Regions from separate parts of the Rattus norvegicus genome. Here regions 2 and 3 are each linked to region 1. Evidence: chromatin contacts called from public Hi-C data. All regions are on one chromosome and are shown on one strand. The core of a region is the stretch at or near the end of the contact, and the rest is flanking DNA. Distances in the headings are between cores, read along the strand shown.

Region 1 (3,951 bases), core at 1,084-3,583:
CAAATGCACATTTGCCAGGGCTTCTGCCCTATTTAAAAAGTCATTCCCATCAATAAGGTAAAATAAACCTGTTAACAAAAGGGAGGTTTTGAATGTGGTTAGCTCTTCTTTTTAAATTGTGCATATCTTTACTAAATTATCTGGGGAGGGAAGAATGGCAGAGGAAAAAGATGAGTGATCTTAGGGACAAAAATGAGAAAATGAAGTCAAGGGAAAAGAAGGCACTGTGTTGATGCTATTTGAATCTCTTATCAGAAGAAACATTTTCTTTTCCTAATCAAGAAACCAACCTAGAAGTCCCCTACTTGCCCTACAAACAATGTAGGAAGATGATATAGCTACTCAGCTCAGATTTGAAGTACAAATCCTGTACTATTTTTGAAAATTCTATCAGGAGGAATTAATTTATGAAATTTGTAAAAACATGAACTCTCCTTTAAGTTTTCTTTTATATGGTGGAGGGGAAATGTTATAAACCAAAGAGTTATTGGACATTTATCAAAATGCCAGCACATGTTCTGGTGCAGGGGTACTACTAGAAGAAATAAACGCAGTCTCTGCTCCCAAGGAACTCACAATCTTATGAAATTACTTGGGACATCCAAACCAAACCGGGAAATAAAGGATTTGAGGGCTACATGCATGATTCTGTTTAAAATTGTATTACAATTATAGAATGGGTCCTGCCAGCCTTGTATCCAGGATAACTAGATCGTTCAATAGCATCCGTGACGAGGGATGTGACTCCCTAAATCCAGCAGGGAGGACCAAATGGAAGAAAAAAGAAATCAGGATTACATTCGTGATTACCAACCTGGCTCTCTCTGGGACTCACTCCCCAGATACAGGAAGTGGGTGCTGAGGCCTCCAAAATGGAGGGACTGGTGTTGATAGAAGCAGGAACCTTTGATACAGCTTCACCAAGACCGCGCATGAGCTGTAGAAGGGCTGTGTACCCACTGATAAGGGTCTGGAAAGACAAGAAACAGGAACGGGTTGTGCACTCAGGGGAATGCAGAGAAATTCCCAGGAGGGTCTGTGCACAGATAAGGGTCCCAGGAAACAGCTGAGGAGACATCCACGGAGCGCTGTGCCCCTACAGGCAGGGTTTGAGACACCCGTGGAGCTGTGATCCCACAGTCAGGGTCTGAGGAGACACCCGTGGAGCTGTGCTCCTTCCTACAGTCAGTCAGGGTCTGAGGAGACACCCGTGGAGCTGTGCTCCTTCCTACAGTCAGGGTCTGAGGAGACACCCGTGGAACTGTGCTCCCACAGGCAGGGTCTGAGGAAACACCCGTGGAGCTGTGCTCCTTCCTTTAGTCAGGGTTTGAGGAGACAGCGGTGGAGCTATGCTTCCACAGACAGGGTCTGAAGGGACACCCATGGGCCCCTTCCTGCGTCCGTGACGCACAGCTAAGAGGTGTCGGGTCGCAACACTGAGAGCGCCGACCGCTCCCCTTCTTGTCGCAAGACGCCGCCTAGGCTCTGCGAAATGTTGGGCGTCTCCCCCTCCCCACCACTACACTAATTATCAGACTGGGAGCAGCCGGGAGAGAATTCCCGCCAGAAACCCGCAGGCAGTCATCCTCTAGCTCTCACCTTTCAAAGCGCCTCCGTCTTTGCCTCCGCCTCCCCTCCCGCCTCCTCCCAGCCGCGCTCCCGCCTTCTCCCATCCCGCCTCCCGCTCTCGCCCCTGCCTCTGCCCCGCCCCGTGTCTGCCTCCTCCCCGTCCGGCCTCCACCTCCGCCTCCGCCCAGGTTCCCTAGGCACCATGTCCCTCCCACTTTCCGGGAAAAGCCGGAAGTTCCGCCTCCAGGCGGAGCAGGGGCGGGGCCGAGGCGCGGGATCTGAGGCGCGGCTTCCGGGAGCGCGTGCAGAGGGAGGAGCGGTTGCGTCGCCGCTGTTGGGGAGCCGCAGAGGTGGGAGAGCGGCTTGGGGCTCACGGGGCGGGAGGACGGAGCAGGCTGGGCCCAGGGTGACGGCTGGATAGCGGGTGGAGGAGCCGGTAGGCCTCACCCTGAGGAAGGGGAGCCCAGCTTCCTTCCGCTCTCCGCTAACTTTGGGGTGTGGCAGTTAGTGAAGGGCCTGTATCCCGGGCCTGGGCTGGAGCGAGAACCGCGGTCTTGGCAGTACTAAATCACAAGTCTGTAGTCCCGATTATCCGCGAGGATGTGAGGCTTCCCCAGCCTCACTTCTGGTAAAGGCCTGCCCCGCAAATTTCCTGTCACCTTCTGCCTTGCCCTTGCCAGCCCAGCGTCAGTTCTGCAGAGGCTGAAACAGGTCGAGTGTTTGTAAGGATTGCCACAGTGTGATTGAGTTCCAGACTCTCACCATGTCAGGGAAACGGAAGCGTGTGGTATTGACTATTAAAGATAAACTTGATATAATAAAGAAACTCGAAGATGGAGGCTCTTCCAAGCAACTGGCGGTGATTTATGGAATTGGTGAAACAACAGTCAGGGATATAAGAAAAAATAAGGAAAAGATCATAACTTATGCAAGCAGCTCTGATTCCACAAGTCTTCTGGCCAAGAGAAAGTCTATGAAGCCGTCCATGTATGAGGAACTAGACAGAGCAATGTTAGAATGGTTCAATCAGCAGAGAGCTAAAGGGAATCCCATATCTGGACCAATTTGTGCCAAACGGGCAGAGTTCTTTTTCTACGCTTTGGGAATGGATGGCGATTTTAACCCTTCTGCTGGTTGGTTAACACGCTTTAAGCAGCGACACAGCATTAGAGAGATTAACATTAGAAATGAACGATTAAATGGAGATGAGACTGCTGTGGAAGAATTTTGTAACCACTTTAGAGATTTTATCGAACAGGAAAATCTGCAGCCAGAACAGATCTACAATGCAGATGAGACTGGACTCTTTTGGAAGTGCCTCCCTTCCAGGACTGCAGTAGTTAAAGGTAAATGTACTGTCCCTGGGCACAACTCCGGTGAAGAAAGGATCACCGTTATGTGTTGCACCAATGCAACAGGCTTGCACAAACTTAAGCTCTGTGTTGTGGGAAAAGCAAGGAAACCTCGTTCCTTCAAGTCAACGGACACCTTCAACCTGCCTGTCTCGTATTTCAGCCAGAAAGGTGCATGGATGGATCTCTCCATTTTCCGACAATGGTTTGATAAGATTTTTGTGCCTCAGGTTCGAGAGTACTTAAAATCTAAAGGCTTGCAGGAAAAAGCAGTGCTCTTGCTGGATAATTCCCCAACACATCCAAATGAAAATGTCCTGAGGTCAGATGATGGTCAAATATTTGCTAAATATTTACCACCCAATGTAGCTTCATTGATTCAACCCTTGGGTCAGGGAGTCATAGCAACCATGAAAAGAAACTATCGTGCAGGTCTTCTTCATAACAATTTGGAAGAAGGTAATGACCTGAAATCATTCTGGAAGAAGCTGACTCTGTTGGATGCACTTTATGAAATAGCAATGGCATGGAACTTCGTAAAGCCAGTTACTATCAGCAGAGCTTGGAAACAGATTCTTCCTGCCATGGAGGAAAAAGAAGGCTTGGACTTTGATGAAGAAGATATTTCTGGTGCTACTGTGGCTACCATTTTACAGCATACCAAAGGACTGGAAAATGTGACTCCTGAAAGTTTGGAAAAGTGGCTGGAGATTGACAGTACTGAGCCAGGGTATGAAGTCTTAACGGATAGTGAAATCATCAGAAGAGCCCAAGGCCAGACAGATGAATCTAGTGAAAATGATGAGGAAGGAATTGAACTGATTCCAGAGAAACACATAAATCACACAACTGCTCTCCAATGGACTGAGAATTTATTAGATTATCTAGAACAGCAAGGTGATATGATTCTACCTGACAGACTGGTAATACGTAAACTTAGAGCCACCATCAGAAATAAACAGAAAATGACAAACCCAAGTCAATAACAGCATTTGAATTTTATCATTGTTATGATAATTATACTTGTGAC
Region 2 (3,951 bases), core at 907-3,406, 460 kb before region 1:
GCTAATCACACTGCTAAAGGCAGAGACTGCAGTCTTAGAAGGCAGTTGGAAAGACTGTAGCTCTTTCCTTAGGCTAGTTAGCAGTTTCCCCTTAAAAACAGTTTAAAAGTAATTGTTTATATTTTGATTGTTGGCAGAAGTATACATTTTCCATCTATCAATTTATCCCTTATTTTCACGTGTTCAAGTTGAAATCTGGTTCTAAAATAAAACCAGGATTTCTTTAGTTAAATGTCTTCTCTCATACTGCACATAGTAGCTTTTCATTTTAAATTTCAGAAACAAAAGCATTTTTTCGAAGCGCTTTAACACAAATATTACAACCCCCAGTTATTCCTTATACAAATGTGTAACAACGAAAAACTGCTCAGTATACAAACCTCTCCTGCTGAAATTCTGATCTGCAGTAAGTACATTTTACAATAGGATGTGCAATCCGACATTCCTGTAATAAGATAATACATAAGTCAGTTTTTATCTCAGACTCCCAACCTTGCTCTTCTGCTAGAAATTAATCGACCTAGTCAAGTGCCTGAAATGTCAAAAAAACCTAGCTGGCAACGTAAACAACTGGTGATTTATCACATTAACTGCCAGTTAGAGTATAATTCCATGGGGATATTTTTGTCCTTAGTGGATGCGGAGGGTCGAGGAGATATGGAAAAGATAAAAACCAAGGAAGCTGTCAGGACTGACTTCCAGGGGGTGATTTACATGTGAAACTATTAGTTATTTTTGTACAGTTGCTCACAGACAGCATCCCAGCTTTTATGGGATGGGAGGAGCTCCAAATCAGAGCACTCTGTTCCCAAACCAGTCGCTTCACTTTCCGGGACAGAAAAGCAGGATGCCATCAGCTCTGCAGCTTCAGGTTCGGGTTCCTAGCAAGAAAGTGCAAACACGGCCCTGCCTCCCAGTGGAAGGAGAAGGCAGTCCCTCCCAAATCTGGTATGAGAGAGTCTGCACCGGATCTCTGCGACACGGTGGACTGGTGGCCTCCTGGCTCAGCCCCACCCGAGACCGCCAGGCGCGGCCGAGTCAGCCCCAGTCTGAGAGCAGGCGGGACGCGGTCGAAACGGGTCTCGCCCACATAATGCCCGGACCCTGGCGGGGAGCGGTGCGCTGAACGCCCGGCGCCCACCGACCTTGCAGAGCTGTTGGCCCTGCGATAGCTCCTCGAAGGGGTAGCGCTGCGTGCACTTGGTGCAGGCGTACAGGGCCGACGCCGCCATCCTGCTTTCCGGCTCCTCCGCGCGCGCTCAGGCGGGGCCTCCGGGAACTCGGCTGCCCCGCCCGCGGGCTCTTCTGCCGCTGCGGCCCCGGCCTGGCAACTGCCGGGCCCCCTGCGTCCCCCTCCGCCTCCGACGCCGTCCCGGGACACCTACTACCGCCCGCCCCGCCGCTCCAGCTTAGGCCCGGACCGTGGCGGAGGGAGACGAAGCGGGAGCAAGGCTGTGGATTCCGCTTCCTCCTCGGTCTCGCGTCCCTCCCTATGATTGGCTACAGAGAGCCCTCACGTCACTCGGAAGCTCCGCCCAGTCCCTTGCTTCGGTTAGGCAGGGAGCGCCCACAAAGAGAGAAAGAACCAACCAATAGGAGGCTGCCGCTCTCGGAGCGCGAACTCCGCTTTGAAAAGATCCCGCCCACAAGCCGCGGCCAGTCATCCTTTGGCTGGTGCGCCTGAGCCCATTGGGCACAGGTTCACGAAGCGCCATTTTTTTTTCAGTCCTTGGCTTCCATTGGACCATGTCGTTAAGCCCCTCCTACTCCTGTTTGTCATTGGCCGAAAGGTCAGTACTTCACCTGGAAAGGCAACGCTCTCTGGAGTTTATTCCTGGGATGTTGATGGAGTGTATCAACTTTCCAATCACCTTTATTCAGCTTCCGTCATCCACACCAGTAGGCGCTGAAGGCTCCAGAAGCTCTACCCTTTGCTTCCTCCTTCAAAACATTCATCCCTTTCCAGAAGCTCCCAGAGCAGTCTGCCAACTCACGACGTTGCCGTCCCCGCAGGCTCCGCTGTGCGCTACCTTGTGACGTCACCGAGAGAAGAGGCGGGCTCTCCCCTGCCACCAGAAGTTGTCCTCTTTTCTGATTGGTCACTGGAAGGCGCCTGTCAAGACGCGTTGCCTTTCCCTTGCGCGCTGAGTGTGGCATCCTTGTGGTTTGTGAGACCGAGGCTCCTATAAGGTTCACAGCTCGCCCGCCCTTTCCATCGGGGACTTGGATTCGGCTTGCCCCAGGCGTGCGGCTGTCGAATCCGGGGGAGGGGCTCCAGGACGGCGGCCCGCGTTGCGCAGGTGGGAAGATGGCGGCGGCCTCGGTCTCGGCGGCTTCTGATTCTCAGTTTTCGGTAAGGGGTGGCGTTTGTGTGGGTTCCAGGTGGTCTTGGACGGCTCTCTGGGTTGCTTCACTTTTCAGGCGCCTAGATCTGGCGTCAGCCCTGGTCCCGCAGGATGGCGGGTTGCCCGAGGACGCGTGCCACTCCGGGAGGCTGCAACTGTGTCTTCTGGAGCAGCAGCCCGCCTCCTTTCCCGCTCTGCGCTCGCAGGTCCTCGCAGCCGGAGCTGTGGAGCGTTGTCCCGAGCCAGGCTGGTGCACGCTCAGGCCTGCTAAAACAAAGCCCCGTCAGTCACGTGAGCGTAACGGCCCAGCTCGGAAACCCTCAGTAACAGGTAGATGTGCAGGTCTGTAGAGTGACAGCCGCTGAGGCGTCCGTGGTCCCCAGAGTGCATTTTCGCCGTTGCTACAGGGCCTCTCAGTGTCTGTTGCGCGACCCTTGCAGCCGGAGCCCGGGCATCCCTACTTCCCATGGCATGACTAGGATACAGTGTGGAAATGTTGTTTTGGAGAAGCGATCGGGGAAATTAAACCGGCGAGATTAGTCACTGGTGTTTTAAGAGTGGATTGTGGAGCTCAGTCTTTTGGAAAACGCTCCACTAAGAAGAGATAGGAATTAAATGTGAGAACGCTCGAGTTCTGTTTAGAGATGCCCCTGTGCCTAGCTGACCCTTGGTCCTAAAGTTACAGGGAAGAATTGAATAGAAACCCCATTCTAAAGAAGGAGCAAAGCACCGTACTAATTAGATAATTGCTGCGCTACAGGCTTGGGTACCAGAGGAGTCTGGGAGAGATTGATTAGCAGTATTAGGGAAGATAGGATCTTGAAGAGAGGGTGAGCTGGCTGCCCTGTTGAGAGAATTTTAAAAGAAGAAAGCACTGCAGGTTTAAGATCTATGTGGCTAGACAGTAGGAACGTCCAGGACCCCAGAGACATCTAGAGGTAGCAATGATTAAGAAGAGCTAGAAATAAAGGTGAAAATGAATAATGAGGGATGTCAGGAAATTATCAGGGTAATTTTAACAGCGGATGAGGTAACTTAGGAATCGTAGTTTCAACTTTCTGTGGCTACTAGAACTTGTGAGAAGGTCAGAATATTTCGTTTTCCAAACAGATCTAAGATCTAGAGAAGAGATGAAGCAAGTCATTGGGAGTTAATCCAGTGTCAGGTCAACGGAAGGTAAAAGAAAAACTACCAGAACTAAGTGCCAGCAGATGCATGAATTATACGAGATACAGTTGATTAAACCTGGGGAAGGAGAGCTCTTTCTTTGCTCTCAAAACTTAGAAATTGGAAACTCAGGCAACTTCGATTGAACTGCACTCAAGGCCATCAGGGCAGTGCCACAGGGATGCAGTTAATCCCTAGTCCTTAGGGTAGACCCAGCAGAAATTTAAAGCCTGTTTCATGGAAAAATAGATCTTGTGACTCTGTCTGGAGTTGGGAACAGAAGAGAAACTATTTTTACTCCACCATAGTAAATGTGTGTAACAATAGTGTTTGAAATAAAAGGTTTGGAGATGCGTTGATAGAAAGATGCTGTTAGTAGGGTAACAAGAAAATGCCTCCGTGTTAGGGTGTAAGCAGGCAACTGGAGGTAGGAAGGGAC
Region 3 (3,951 bases), core at 594-3,093, 390 kb before region 1:
TCAAACACCAACACTTTGCTTTAGTGCTTAGTACTTTGTAGACAGACAAAACAAAACTTGAAATAATTTAGTCATGCGCTTAATACACTAAGTAGAAATAACAGTTTACCTTGCCTGTACATTCGAATCACCTGTGGCTGGCTGCCCACATTAAGCTTTAAATTTAAACTAACAAGTTTCTATAATGAAGCTATTACCTACAGTTAATTAAAGAGTGCTCCAAACCGACACCACGTATAATGGACATTGTGTTACTGATAGTTTAAGTTGGGAAGCTGGCTCTGTGAGGCTACGTCCCCTCTCCATTTCAAATCTTAGCATGCTTGTTTCAGAGTGTCCTCTATGGCCACTTTTCTGGTGAAGGGCTGGACCCTAAATTCTGTGACTAGAGCAGAAGAATGAAAATGTTACGTCCTTGACAACAGAACTCCTGATAAAGTTAAAAAACGCTACGTTCTTAAGCACAACTGGAGCAAAATCCAAGACGGGAAAATGAGCAGGAATTAGAGGGACAGTGGCCATGAAGAAACTGTATTTTCACCTCTCACATCAAAGGCCCAGAGGCGGAAACACTGCACTGCTGGGCTCTCCATACGCGCACAGGATGCCCGTGGCTTCCCCTCTCTTCCGGGTCCAGGCTCTCCAGGCCCAGGTCTCTCCTCCGCAAGCCCGGGCCTCCCTCCCGCACGCCCTGGCATCTCCAGCCACACACGTTCCCGACTTCTGTCCCGGCTTGGCACGGTCTCTGTCCCCATACGCCCCGGCCTCACCTGGACAGTGAGTCCTCGCTGGGAAGCCTTGCCGCCGGGAGCTGCGCGCCAAGACTCTCGCAGCTCGAGCTCTTCTCCATGGCGCGAGAACAGGAGGCCGCTGCGCCCTCCGCGGCCGCCGGCGCGAGATGCAGAGGGAGGAGCGCGCAGGGCCGCAGCCGCTGTCAACCCCTCGCCAGGAAGACTGCGAGACCGGAAGCGGCCATGTTCCCCCAGCCTGCACTGCGCGCGGGGGCTGTTGGGAGTCGGGCCCCCTTGGCTCTACAAAGCGGTGCGGTGCGCACGCGCCCTGGCCACCCAGTGAGAGGCAGCCTAAGAGTCTGGTGGATACTTTCAGCTACAAGGAAAGCCTTCATAAGGAAGAGGACACCAGTACGTCAAAGAAAAGAGACAAGATGTGAAGGCTTGGAAGCGGCTGACTCGAGGGAAATGAGAGGAATGTGGGCGGCCTATGGGATGAGGGGGTGAGGTGGGAGATTAAGGAGTAAAAGTATTTAAGGATGAGGTTAGAAATAGTGAAACGTATGTCATACGTGATGTGAGAACCTATTTTGTAGAGGTCACAGTGAAGATAAGCAGATTCAGATTCCACGGCCTCCAGTTACCTTGCGTTTACATTTGCTTCCTTCTGTGTACGTGTGTTAGCATCACAGAATGTGTTGATAAATGTAAAATGCCTAAAGCAATGCCTGCTTAAGAAGCGCTCAGGCTGTAGTCAATGGGTGCGCATATATAAACAACCTAACAAATTTAATAAATGGTTACTGTTAAAGAAAGAAAACTAAAGGATGGCAGACCATTAACAAGTAGTTGGTAGGAGAAAGGTAATAACACCCACCGGGGGAGGGGAGGGAAAACGCTGAAAATTACATTTCTAATGTTTACACCTCTAAACAGCGTTATACAAAGGAAAGTGAGAATGGAGTTGAAGTTTTCAGGCCTCCTGTGACAAGAGTATGGGTTAAAGTGGCCGGGAAGTGTGTCTGTAACTGATAAGCACTTTGACACCACCCTGTAAGGCGTACTAAGTATTGAAGTGAGAAAGAGGAAGAATCTGTTAAACTCATAAAAGAATTAGAGACACTGCTGAATGCCTGGTGCAACATAGAGAACAGACTTCTCTCCTGTGTGCGCCTTCATATTCCCTTGCAGAGCAGGAAGGGAGTGTGGGGATGGAATGAGATAAGCGACAGGAACTGGGTGAAGGGAGAACGTTAATACCATGACTTTATGTTACTCAGGGCACAGGAAGGACAGTACTAGAGGAATCTCTCTAATTGTAACTCTGCCTTAACCACCTCACATGTCTGGAAAACAAAAATGCAAAGATTATTTATGTAAATAAAAGAATCTTAAACACTCCTGCTAGGATAAATATAATTGTGCTTTCACAAACTAGATTTAATTTAAAACAATGACTGGATTTTAAAACACAATCGTAATCTATAGAACCAAGGAAGTAATTTGTGTGCTAGCTTTCCATTGCAGTATGCCCAATGAAAGATTAGTTTTGGCTGATCGTTTCAAAGATTTCCAGTCCATGGTCACTTGGCTCCATTGTTTTTTGACCCTGGGATAAAAGAGAACATCGGACCTGGGAACACGTGATAGAAAAATCTGCTCATCTCAAAGTGACTAGACAGGAGACAAGGAGGAAAGGAGAGAAGGAAAGAGAGAGGAGTTCCAGCCTGCTGTTAAGGGGGATTCTTAACTGGTCTCCTCCACCTAAAATTCCCACTACCTCCCATAACACTATCAGTTGACAACCTAGCCTCTAGAGCACATGACTTGTGGGAGATATTTCAGCTCCAAAGCCTTTACACTGTGTAAGTACATTTGTAACAGGTTGGTCTCATGCTGCATGTACTCAAATGCTAAATCCAACCCAAGATCTGCTTGCTCTAAGACTAGCAGATCCTTATCTATTCCAGCTTTTGTTGTAATAAGCCTTGACCCCCAAATTATCTGTGATTGATTTAAAAAGGTGCCTGTAGTTGAGCAGAAGAGAGGTAGGTGGGGCTTTGGTTCCTGGGCTTGGTGTCTGTCTTGGGGTCCCATGAAGAGAGGAACATGGAGGAGGAGGAAGAAATTTTCATGGGTATGGAAGTGCATGACCTTGAGGGCCTGCCTGTTGGAATAGGGGCAGCTCAGGCGGAAAATGGCGAGTGTTATCTCAGGGTTATTGACAGGGAAGTAGACAAAATAGCATAGAGGATTGATATCTACTCAGTTCAAATGCTTGGTATAATAAGCTCAAAGGCTTATTATAAAATATAAAGGCTTTACTTGGGAACAGGAACTAGATGAACTAAGGTGGGGTAGAGTATTTACCAAATTTATTACAGAGAATATTTATCAAGTAATATTTACCAAAACATATAGTCCCTACAAGATCAACTTACCCTAATTGTGTTCTACATAAAGTAGAAAAGTTATCAATGGATGAATGAATATGTGATTGATTATGTTAATTCCCCAGATTTGAGGAGAAAGTTCACTGACCCAAATCATTATGGCCAAATTAATTAAAACAAGCTTTTTAAAATTTGTATACATGAGCTGTCTCTCCCTAAAGATAGGGTTCAATAGATCAGCCTTGGACATGGGAAAGGTTTTCATAGTTCAGGGGTAGGGGTTTCTAATGGGGTATTGGCAGGCAAATACTCAGGGTTACAGAAGCAGAACATGCAAGTTGATCATATAACCTCCTGAAACAAAGACAGCAGTGCAAGGTGGCTATAGCAAGGTGGTCATAACAGTCTTTTTGAAACAAAGCATGTTTTCCTTTTTCTAGAACAGTTTAGAACCATTTGTAATTAAGGTTACAGGTGGGGCATAGCCCGAGAAACACAGATTTAATTATAAATAGGCATTGAACCTATTTTGTCTTTACTATAAGGTGGGTTTCAAATTCAAGTTGGAGGCAGGCTGGTTCATCAGTTAACCTCAAAAGATTTAGCCCTTCTCCTCCTCTTTCCATGCAATGATAGATGAGAAGCAATTATTTTCATCTCTGTAATGTTTCAAGAGATCTTAGTTGTACCTCTCTGAATAGGCCAGGAAAATAAATAGTCAAATGAAACCTTTGGCAAACATGAATATCTTTAAGGTTCATGGTAGGATGCATCTATTGCTTCTCTGTTTCTATCAGCCTTTTTAAACGCTGACTCATGATCACTCA

What was found. Hi-C and Micro-C count contacts between places; a contact is called where the count stands out from the background.
Region 2: a contact with region 1 is called in a Hi-C map of kidney, with 4 times the contacts expected there. The contact joins the promoter of Cep57 here to the promoter of Jrkl in region 1. A contact is called at or near these places in 8 of 12 Hi-C or Micro-C datasets (the A7r5 cell line, frontal cortex, kidney and 4 more) and 1 of 1 datasets of contacts at active chromatin or transcription factors (oligodendrocytes).
Region 3: a contact with region 1 is called in a Hi-C map of liver, with 2.6 times the contacts expected there. The contact joins the promoter of Mtmr2 here to the promoter of Jrkl in region 1. A contact is called at or near these places in 1 of 12 Hi-C or Micro-C datasets (liver) and 1 of 1 datasets of contacts at active chromatin or transcription factors (oligodendrocytes).

The regions. Positions count from the first base shown.
Region 1 is chr8:18,507,086-18,511,036 of GRCr8, reverse strand. Jrkl (JRK-like) reads left to right here and starts at 2,333. Exons shown (of 1, transcript NM_001108122.1): 1 at 2,333-3,951. The coding sequence starts at 2,333. The coding sequence ends at 3,907. It overlaps Ccdc82 (coiled-coil domain containing 82), which reads right to left and starts at 1,612. Exons shown (of 10, transcript NM_001007660.1): 1 at 1,600-1,612; 2 at 815-970.
Region 2 is chr8:18,969,049-18,972,999 of GRCr8, reverse strand. Cep57 (centrosomal protein 57) reads left to right here and starts at 2,156. Exons shown (of 11, transcript NM_001108124.3): 1 at 2,156-2,353. The coding sequence starts at 2,309. Fam76b (family with sequence similarity 76, member B) reads right to left here and starts at 1,463. Exons shown (of 10, transcript NM_001401220.1): 1 at 1,146-1,463; 2 at 381-445. The coding sequence starts at 1,232.
Region 3 is chr8:18,897,480-18,901,430 of GRCr8, reverse strand. It overlaps Mtmr2 (myotubularin related protein 2), which reads right to left and starts at 1,843. Exons shown (of 15, transcript NM_001108123.1): 1 at 771-1,843. The coding sequence starts at 850.